Regions from separate parts of the Sus scrofa genome. Here region 2 is linked to region 1. The links are chromatin contacts, called in public Hi-C maps. All regions are on one chromosome and are shown on one strand. Each heading gives the region's core, a stretch centred on a gene start, on an enhancer-like site or on the middle of the called end of the contact. The rest is flanking DNA. Distances are from core to core; before and after follow the strand shown.

Evidence for each region. A called contact is a pair of places that touch in the nucleus more often than the background predicts.
Region 2: a contact with region 1 is called in a Hi-C map of fetal skeletal muscle, with 1.6 times the contacts expected there. The contact joins two enhancer-like sites. A contact is called at or near these places in 2 of 47 Hi-C or Micro-C datasets (embryonic fibroblasts and fetal skeletal muscle) and 1 of 2 datasets of contacts at active chromatin or transcription factors (skeletal muscle).

What each region holds. Positions count from the first base shown.
Region 1 is chr1:187,905,991-187,910,724 of Sscrofa11.1, reverse strand. The region is part of intron 1 of LOC106509123 (a long non-coding RNA gene); the gene reads right to left. Among named protein-coding and RNA genes, the nearest start is that of DACT1, 190 kb to the right of the region's middle. Within about 2 kb of position 2,679, at least 4 of the 83 cell types and tissues checked have an H3K27ac peak or open chromatin away from gene starts, as enhancers often do. A contact at or near this core is called in fetal skeletal muscle, where this site is marked.
Region 2 is chr1:188,024,185-188,029,514 of Sscrofa11.1, reverse strand. It overlaps LOC106509123 (a long non-coding RNA gene), which reads right to left. Exons shown (of 4, transcript XR_002347107.1): 3 at 1,653-1,681. Among named protein-coding and RNA genes, the nearest start is that of DACT1, 310 kb to the right of the region's middle. Within about 2 kb of position 1,699, at least 2 of the 83 cell types and tissues checked have an H3K27ac peak or open chromatin away from gene starts, as enhancers often do. A contact at or near this core is called in fetal skeletal muscle, where this site is marked.

The DNA.
Region 1 (4,734 bases), core at 1,430-3,929:
TAAATGTACTATTTCTAATCTTCACAAAAGCTCTGTTATCCCATTTAACAAACAAACAAACAAAACCAAAAAACCTGAGGCTTATAGGGATTTATAAAGTTACCAAAATTACTCCAATGGGGGAGCTGAGCTTCGACCCATACTTGACCCACTTTGTTGTTTTTTGTTTTTTGTTTTTACTCTGCTGTCTCTAAAATACTGTGAAGTACCTCAGGTACCTCAATAAGGCTTTCTTTCCTTTTTGTCTGGAATAATGGCTCATAAATATTATGGCATACAAAAAAAAAAAAAGCTCAAATAATGCACAATTTGCTGGACAGAACTTAAGAGATCTAACAAAGGAATTACAAGAGAATGCGGTGCAAGATAAAGCTTATACAAGTAAGCAAACAAAGAGACAAAAATAATTCTTAGCTGATGGGCCATCTGATAGTCATAGATACCTGGCACTGATATAGATAAAGGGTAATAGATCCGTGGTTACATTACGGTTAAGTTATCTCTGTACTAATATTATCGTCACTATGTAAGCAACAAAGCCCCACTTTGACCAAGCCAAGATGAATAAGTTAATCATTATTCATCATTGGTGAGGAAAAAAACCTCTAGACTTATTTTAAAACATTATCAAATGCCACAATAACAAATGCAAAAATGTTACAAGGAACATAACTGTTTCTTCTTGATTCTTTATAATAGAGAATCAAGACTATGTAATCTTTGCTTCACTGCAATTAACTTTTTGTCACTTTGAAAACCTAAAATGAGTATTTCTGGGTGATATAATTTATTCCAATAAAACCTCCTTTTTCACTATATTATTTGGAGACAAATTGGCCAGGACCTCCCTGAGATGCAGTGTGTTCTGAAGGTTACGAAGACAGACATAGTTTCCACTGCATTTTTACTATTTACTAGCTGACACATTGTACACCCTGGCTGATTTTCTAAGCCTTAGTTTTTCCATCAGTGTGGAAGTGATAACAAAAGAAGCTACCTCCTGGAGTTATTATAAAGATTAGGAAGGAGAATATACGTGAAGCCCTTATTTCAGGGCCTGGCCAGAATAAGTCTTCAATAAATATTAGCAGTTACTCTTTTCATTATGGAAAAGTAGAATGATATAGCAGAAGCATATGAGATCTGGATTCAGACAAACTTTGAAGAGGCCTCATTTAATTATTTATTCATGAAGCAAATACAGAACTGTCTTCCAGGAAGAGAATCTTGGAGAGGTTGGAGTCTTTATTAGAAGACTGAAAGGTGAAGCCAGGGTAAATCTTGGGGATGGGAAGGGACTTTTTTTTTTTCCCCAGGAAAGCCACAATAAAGTTTAAGTTGTCATAATAAATCTTAGCCCTAATAGAGATATTCAATTTTTAAGCAGAAGTCAAAAGTTCTCTCCAAAGTGTCATAGACCAGAAAGCTGGCAGGAAAAAAAAAAAAAAAAAAAAAAAAAAAAAAAAAAGATTTTGATCCACACAGCTAATGTATGCCATTGAGATCCACATTCAATTATGTGAATTGCTCATATGCTACGATGTTCTCTACAACCCCAATATGTAAGCCTAGAGAGAGTGCATGTCAAAAAGTATAAAGGATTAGAACATTTATTTGCAAGCTAACAAGTTAGCAGACTCAGTTTCATGGATGCTGGTGGAAGACACAAGCCTCCTGGGTCAGAGATGAAGGACCGTTAATCACAGCAGTAGCAGTAGCCAGAATAATGGCATTCATTTGTGCCAGTTCCTCAAGCTCCAGTTCCCAATTCTGAAGTTAAGTGAAGGTAACACCTAACACACACTGTAGATTGCATTTCAAGAGAGCTGAGGGGCTCTTTTTTTTTTTTGGCCACGCTTGCAGCATGCAGAACTCCCCAGGCCAGGGATTGAACCCATGCCACAGCTATGGCCTGAGCCACAGCAGTGGCAATGCTGGATCCTTAACCCACTGCACCACCAGGGAACTCCATGAGCTGAGGGAATCTTTTATAAGGAGTAGTGGAAGCATGCCTGCCCTTTTCTCTAGAGGCAGATACAGTATTTGCTATACTGCACAATAAGCATGCTTGTACTTTGCTCAAGAGGGAGGCATTATCTTTCAGGCTAATCACCAACATTCTGAGAAACACTGTCCAGAACAAAGGGAAGCTAAGATCTCTGCTCACAAGATATACAGAACTATGAGACCCACAGAGAATTGTCACTCAACGATGCAGCAAGAGGGTGTATATGAAAGCTTCTCAAGTTATCTTTGTTGGAGAAGAAAATGCCACTTAGAAAAATCTCTTTAAGTTTGTGAAACCTACTTATCAAGGCTTCATTTTCCCCAACCTAAGTCCCCGTGGCCTAAAGCAAGGCTGATCACTGCAGGAGCCAGCACTCACAATTTACTTAATGTCAGCATTGCCGAGCCAGAAAACACCCCTTCTGATCTGCCAGCTGGTCTGAGACCCGAAGCTCTGCCTCCTCACAGCTGCCTTGATGGTGTCCTTTGTAGTAAGTGAGGGTCACCCCAGATAATGAAAAATGACAGGTAATTTCTTTCTCTTGAGCCTTGTTCTCCTACCAACACACTGTGAAAAGTCAAAAGATGACTTATTTTGACTCACTCTACAATGGCGCCTTTATTGTGAGAGGAAAGCAGTGTCACAGCTATGACTGGGCATCTCCACAGGGAGCCCTGGCTTGTGTGGCTCCCAGAGGTCGGCAGCAGGAACTCGGAAGAAGAGACAATCTCTCCACTTGCCCTGCGCCCCTCCCATGGAAGAGGAACGTTGCCAGACAGAGATGGCCTGTGGTTCTTTTTCAGGGCTCTCCTTTCACCACTAGACTCCCCAGGCCTCCCTTCATGAGGCATTCTTAGAAGAGCCTCAGACATCAAACAAGTTTGACCTTAGTGTGGCTTAAGGTAATCTCTTGCCTGGGTGGGGTTGGGTGGGGCAGGGGGAGACTTGAATTTTAAGCCTGTTCTTCTAATCAAGAAATAAGTCATGGTCTCCAATTAAGAATAATCAGAGCAAACTCTTGCATAGCATTTGCCAGGTGCCAGGCACTTCTAAGTGCTTGGCAGGTAGTTACCCATTCAATCAAGGTTATTATCCTCAATATACATGAGGAACTTGAGAGTTCCCATTGTGGTTCAGCAGTAACAAACCTGATTATTAACCGTTAGGACATGGGTTTGATCCCTGGCCTTGCTCAGTGGGTTAAGGATCCAGCATTGACATGAGCTGTGGTGTAGGTCACAGACAAGGCTCAAATCCCAGGCACAGGCCAGCAGTTGCAGCTCCGATTCGACCCCTAGCCTGGGACTTCCATACCACACCTGTGGCCCTAAAAAGAAAAAAATAAAAATAAATAGAAGGAAGAACTTGAGGTACAGAGATATTATGTAATTCTAAGGTCACAGAAATAATAAACAGCAGAGCTAGGATTTGAACCCAGGCAGTGCAGTGGCAGAGTCTGGGCTCTGAGCCACTAAGCAAGACAGCCTGTGGGATTAGAGTGCTATCCCAGAGTCAGCTGGCCCCACCCTATAGGTTGAACTCAAATGTTTGTTGGTAAATTAATGGCATTTTGTTGTGTGTGGTATGAAAAATACTTAAGTTTAGAATGGGGAAAAGTTAACTCCAGCTAAAAAACAAAGATAGCAACTGCTTTTTCAGCCGTGATATAAGGCAACAAACGTCATCCATCAAACGTGATTAGCACAGAGATCCCTTTCAAATAAACCATTAATAAAATAGAGCCGAGTTTTATTTTTTTCAAATATTTGGAACTACCTTCCCTAAAACAATGACAAATTGCATCTCTATCAAGCACACGGTAATCAAAGCCCAAAGCTCATAAATCATCATCAAGAGGTCAGAATGCCATACTGCACCTGGTGTGTTCCCTTCTGAAGGGACAGCTGCAGTGCCCCCGTCCTTCATGCCTCCAAGATGAGGACACCACTCATCTCTCAGAAATGATTTGAAAAAAGCTGTCCCAGAGCATGGGTCAGGGACAATCAAATGGTGTCGAAATTACCTCATTTTGGAGCATCGTGTCTCCCAATTTCCAACTGTATTTCCTTATTTTCCCAGAATGACAATTTAAAAATCTTTCTTTGCCACATTTACACTTATGCTCATCAACATCCAGAATTTAGACGTGACCAAGGGAAGTTATTGAAAGCTGTGCTTCTAATGCATATGTAACCATGTCATATATGCAGTTGGCAATGCCCTCAGAGTGTTTACTGTTCAAAAATTGCAGTTTCTGGTTCCATTTATCATTCGTGGTCCATTCAGCATTTATCTGGCAGCAGATGGAATCTGATGATTGCCCAGACCCTCCTGTCACCACACACTCACACACACACATGCACACACACACACACACACACACACACACATTCTTAAAATCACAGAAATCAAAAGGATCTTACAAACTAATTCAATTTACATTGCTCATTTTACAGATGAGAAAAATGAGGTCCAGAGATGTTGTGTCTAGCTACTTGTAATAGGCCCCTTAGTTGCAGCTAACAGAATTTCATCTCAGAGAAGTTTAAGCAAAAGAGAATAATTACTGTAGGGATATGAGGGGCACACTTCCCAAAGCCCAAGGGCAGAAACACTGGCAGCCCAAAACCGGGTAGAACCAAGGAGTCAAGCCCTGTCTGCAGCTGCAATTTCTCTTCCCTCTACTCCTGCTGCTCCTTTATGCTTTTCTCTCTTTCCCTCTCAAG
Region 2 (5,330 bases), core at 450-2,949, 120 kb before region 1:
GTTAATTGTTTCTCTATAAAGCTGATGTCATTACATATATTCATTCGATGGGTTTTAAAACATATTACACCATCAACAAGTAAGGATTAGTAAACTAGAAGGCAAATCCATAGAATTTATCTAAAGCACAAAAAGAATAAATTTTAAGGAATAAATAGAACCTCGATGACTTATGGGCCAGTTTCAAGCTGGTTAACACAAATGTATTTAAAGCCTCAGAAGGAAAGAGTGAATACAGCAGATACAAATATTTGAACAAATATTGGTCAAAAAATATTCCAAATATAATTAAAACATCAATCAACAGATCTAATCAGCTTAGTGAACCTCAAGAAGATAAATACAAAGAAAATCAAAACAAGCCACATTGTAATCAAACTGCTAAAGCCCAAAGGAAAAAAAAAAAGCCAGAAAAGAAAAGATGTATTACATACAGAGGAACAACACTCAGAATAAAAAACAACATAAGCCCAAAGAATAAAACTTGCAAGTGTTTAAAAAAAAAACAACTGTTAAGCTAGATTTATATATCCAAGGCAGATATTCTTCAGAAAATGAAGATGTTCCTAAATGAATGAAAGCAGAGACAACATGTTGCTGGCTGACCCACACTAAAAGAAATGCTAAAAAAAATTATTCTAGGTGAACAGAAATGATACCAGCTTTATAGGAAGGAATATAACACACCAAAGAAAGTAAATATGTGACTAGGTATAAAGAGCATTTTTAATTAAATTCTTTAAAAGATAATTTGCTGTGTAAAGCAAAATAACAACAATGTAATATGTAGAAGTTAAATACACAATATTAATAGGACAAAGATGTTAGGGAAGATAAATGGAATAATGATGAATATTATAATCACTAGAGCAACCACTAAAAAACTAAGAATACAAATGTAGTTAAAAATCCAATAGGGGAGATATAATGTAATACTAATATTTTATTAATCCAAAATAAGGCATGGAAGAAGGAATAAAGAACAGAGCAAACAAAACAAACAAACAAAAAAAACAGATTTCTACTCAACCACATCAACAATTATATTAGATATAAAGAGACTAAACACTCCAGTTAAAGATAGCTTATCTTACTGGATTAAAAAAAAAGATACATGCTGTTTACAAATAATGGGCTTTCACTATAAAGACACAGATAAACCCCAGAAAACACAAATTTCATATATCAAGATGATAAAAGAGACATCTCTCTAAATCCTGCTAATATTAAAAGGACTATGTTGGTGCGTTCATAAAGAAACCTTACAATCGTGTCCCAGCTGGCTATAATGTTCATTCAAAATAATGACCAATAGTTACCATAAACTGAGGTTCGTGCTAAACAGGTCATGTGCATCTTTTTAGTCTTCTGAAGTGTACATACATTTTTATTCATACTTTGTAGATGAGGAAGTCAGGGCTTGTAGAGAATAACTGACTTGCCCAAGGTCACATAGCTTGTTAGTAGCAAAACCACTTACTTACTGGATTCATGTCTTGGGAATATTCCTAGTCTCATAACTGTCTCATTAGAATGAATCTAAATGAATTATATTATATTTTAAGGGAAAAACAGTTTTGTTTTGTTTTTTTCCCTCTCTGAAACAATTTATAGCCTGAAGGTCATGAAGAAAGAATGGAAAAGCTACTCACTGAATTGCTGCCACTGTTGCCGTGGAAACCTGAAACGAGATTACATACACATCAGTTTTACAACTCCATCTTTTAATAGGTGCAGAACGTAACCACAGGCTGCTGATTCCTCACGGAAAACTCCCTGAAAAATCCATTTAATCAAAAACCTCCTCAGCTTTTTTTTCTAATACAAAAATCCCAATTTACAGAGTAAGCTGAACTTTGCCAAATGAAGTAGATGGTGATTCTCTTTTTCTGAACTGCTGCCCATCCTCTGCCTGTTAAGAAGTGAACCAAGACAAAAAAAAAAAAAAAATCTTAATAATACTGAAAAGCAAGAACAAGAAGTTACAATGCATAGGATGCATCTGTCTTAAGAGCCAGACCGAGAGGTGCTGAGAGGTAACTGTGGGCCCTACTTTAAAGGAGTGGTAAATATCACTGAGATCAATAGGAAAACAGAGATGAGCTTTCCCTGACAACGGAGGCAGCCTCCTTCACTAGAAGCAAAATAAAATGCTCTTTGGCAGCACAGACCAACCCCCATTGAGTATTTCTGTGATGCTGAGGCATAGACACTGTCAACTAAAAGTCAGCTGTCACAGTAAGATGAAATTCCAAACTGAGTAAGACATAAGTCTGTTTACAAAGAATGAGAGATGTCCTTGCCTATCTAAATGTAGGTGCTTTAACATGCCTCTCTGCAAACTGGTTTAAAAAGTCAAAAAAGAAAACTGAGGGAAGAACAGTAGATAGAGAAAAGTAAAACACAATTTGCCAATTCTTTCATGATGTTTGATTCAGGCTCAGCCAGTAGAAATGATTTAGTAAATATCTTAATTAGGATTGGGTTTGGTTGCAAATGGCAGAAACCCCAAAGTAGCAGTGGCTTGAGCAGTGTAGCATTCTATTTCTCCCTTCTTTAAAGGTCTTAAAAGATCATCTAGGGCTGCGATGGAAGTTCCACAATCAGCAGAGGCCCAGGCTTCCCCAGTTTGTTGTCCCACCATGCTCAGCATGTGACTTACAACTCATGCTCCAAGACGGCTCTTCCCACCGCAATCCATGCATTCACAACAGAGCCAGCAGAAAGGAGAAAGCAGTGAAGAAGGGCACTCTGCTCCTCTTTAAGGACACTCCTCCCTAGTTTCGTACACTTCCTACTTACATTCCATTGGCCATGTCCCAGTGACTTGGTCTGCACCTCTGTGCCACAGACAAGGAGCACCTCAAGAGTTGTGAGGAAACCACCAAAGAGGAAGGGACAGTTGTTCTCTGCATGGTCCAGGGACCCAGTTTGACTGATTTATTCATTTGTTCAAATATTCATTCAAGACACAATTATTAGTCATATGGTATGTGGTAGGCTTCACGCTGAATTCTTCAAATAAAGACAACAATATGACACATAAGTAAATAAATCATTTCAACAAAATGTGTTGGGAATCTCACAGAGGTTAAAAGTATCAAACTTTGTTGTATTTCAAGGAGAGATTTTAAGGCAACTTTCACAGAAGAAATGCCTTGTAAGGTAAGTCTTTAAGAAAAATATGACTGACAATTATACTGGTATAAAAGAGCTGGCAGGTGGGGTAGGGAGGCAGGAGTCATTAGAGAGTGTTGGAAAGTAGAGGAGGCATTCCAGGCAGAAGGAGGGACAGATTACAAAATAGGGGAAAATAAGCTTGTTATGGAGGATTTGGAATGGGGATGGGGAGCTCTAGGAATGGGGGGGATCATGATGAGTTTGTGTTTAGAACGATTGGTCTGGACAGTGTGTGGAAATAGGGAAGACGAATGGGCATAACTGAGAGGAGGAAAACTGTTCATTTATCAAGAATTTGCTGAGCACCATGTCTGTGCCAGGCCCTGTGGCCAGTGTTCAGGATACCAAATGGAGTGCAACAGAAGTAGGAGCCCGCAAGGACCCACAGCAGAGGGAGACTCAAGCCCGTGTTTTAACAGTATTCTGCAACTCGTGTAACCATAGGAAAGGGAAAGATGCCTAACCCTACATGGCTAGTACAGAAAGCTGCAGAGAAAGTAAACTTGAAGTTTGTGAAAGCTGAGTAGAGGTTTGATAGGTGGTCAAAGGCTGCAAAGAGCATTCTTGGAAGAGCATGCGGTGCCTACAAATATAAAGAGTCAGGAGAGAAAATGACAAGTAGTTCAACGTAGGAGTTTAGGCTACAAATGTGAGGGTGGTGGAAAATCAGGCCCAAATTAGGACAGAATCACTAAGCCCTTGATTAGACCTGGTAAGAAGTGACTTTATGGTAGGGTCTGGGCAGGAGGAGGCAAGAGCCTTATTTTCAGTAGGTGGAAGGTGAGGAAGGTCACTGAACTACAGAGCTCCCGTTGGCTTCCCAACCCACCCAGCCCTTCCCCACTCTGCTCATTGCCCAGGAGGCTGAATTCCACCATTAGCATCAACAGGACTCCCTTGTTAGGTTTGGCTAATAAGGAACAAGAGAAGGAGATTAACGGGAAGAGGACTTGAGAGAGTGAGGTCAGGTGGGAATTTACCCTGATGGTGCTACCCAGGGTCCTCTTATCTCCACGGAGCTCTCGTGCTTCTCTCTCTCTCCTAAGGCTCTCACTTCTCCTGGTTCTCTGCCCCTTCTGGTCCCAGAACCACTTCCTGCCCTACCCCATTTGGGCAGCTCACTGCCTACAGGGTATTATACTAACTCTGTGGTTTCCCAACACTATGCCCCTTGTAAATAGTCCCTTTATTAAGTTCTCAAATTATACAATACGTGTGCCAACTGTTTCCTGCCAGAAATCTCACTAAAATAATCACTACCCTCATTTAAACTCCATATCTTTCCAACTCTTACGACTTTCCTGTGTGACTTGGAGCCCCCAATTTCCCAGGAGGAGTGATAAAACCCCTAAGATGGTTCAGATTTCTCACAGCTCTTGGCTAGTAGGTCAAAGATCATAATCTGGGGGGTTCAGGTGAATTCAGATGACTAAAACTAAAATTCTTACTATCGACAAGTCCAGAAATTAATGGGGGAGATAAACTTATATATTATTAATAGTAAAGCCCACCTAACTAATCTTTGGCATACTTCCTCAGCATGGCATCGTTTTAAGCAAATAATCTTGATCTAAATAAAATCATCATTTCCATGGGGTCAAACGGTGTGGTTCTGGGGATCTAATGTAAAGCATGGTGATTATAACTAATAATATTGTATTGTATACTTACCTGATCATTGCTAAAAGAGTAGGTCTAAAATGTTCTCACCACAAAAAAAGAAATGGTAATCATATTATGAGATAGAGACCTTAACTAATACAATAGTGGTAATCAATTTACAATATATAACTGTGTAAAATCAACACACGTACAACCTAAATTTACGCAATAATATATGTCAATTATATCTCAATAAAACTGGGGGTGAGGAAGACTGCCAGGAAAAAAGTTCCTTTAAATTAAGGCAATGAGGACCCAGGAAAGTGCTAGAGCTTATGCAAGACCACACAGCTAGTCTACTGGGAGGTAGGATTTGAGTTCAGTTCTAGATGTGCTGTCTTCTACTATCTATTTTTCACAGCTATTTAAGAACAGTAGCAACTTAATGTTTGTGCTATCCCAGCTCGCTCCCATGCTAGAATTTTATATCTCAGACACTCAACATCTGTTAAATTTTTTTTATTTAAATCACTTATGGAGTTCCCATT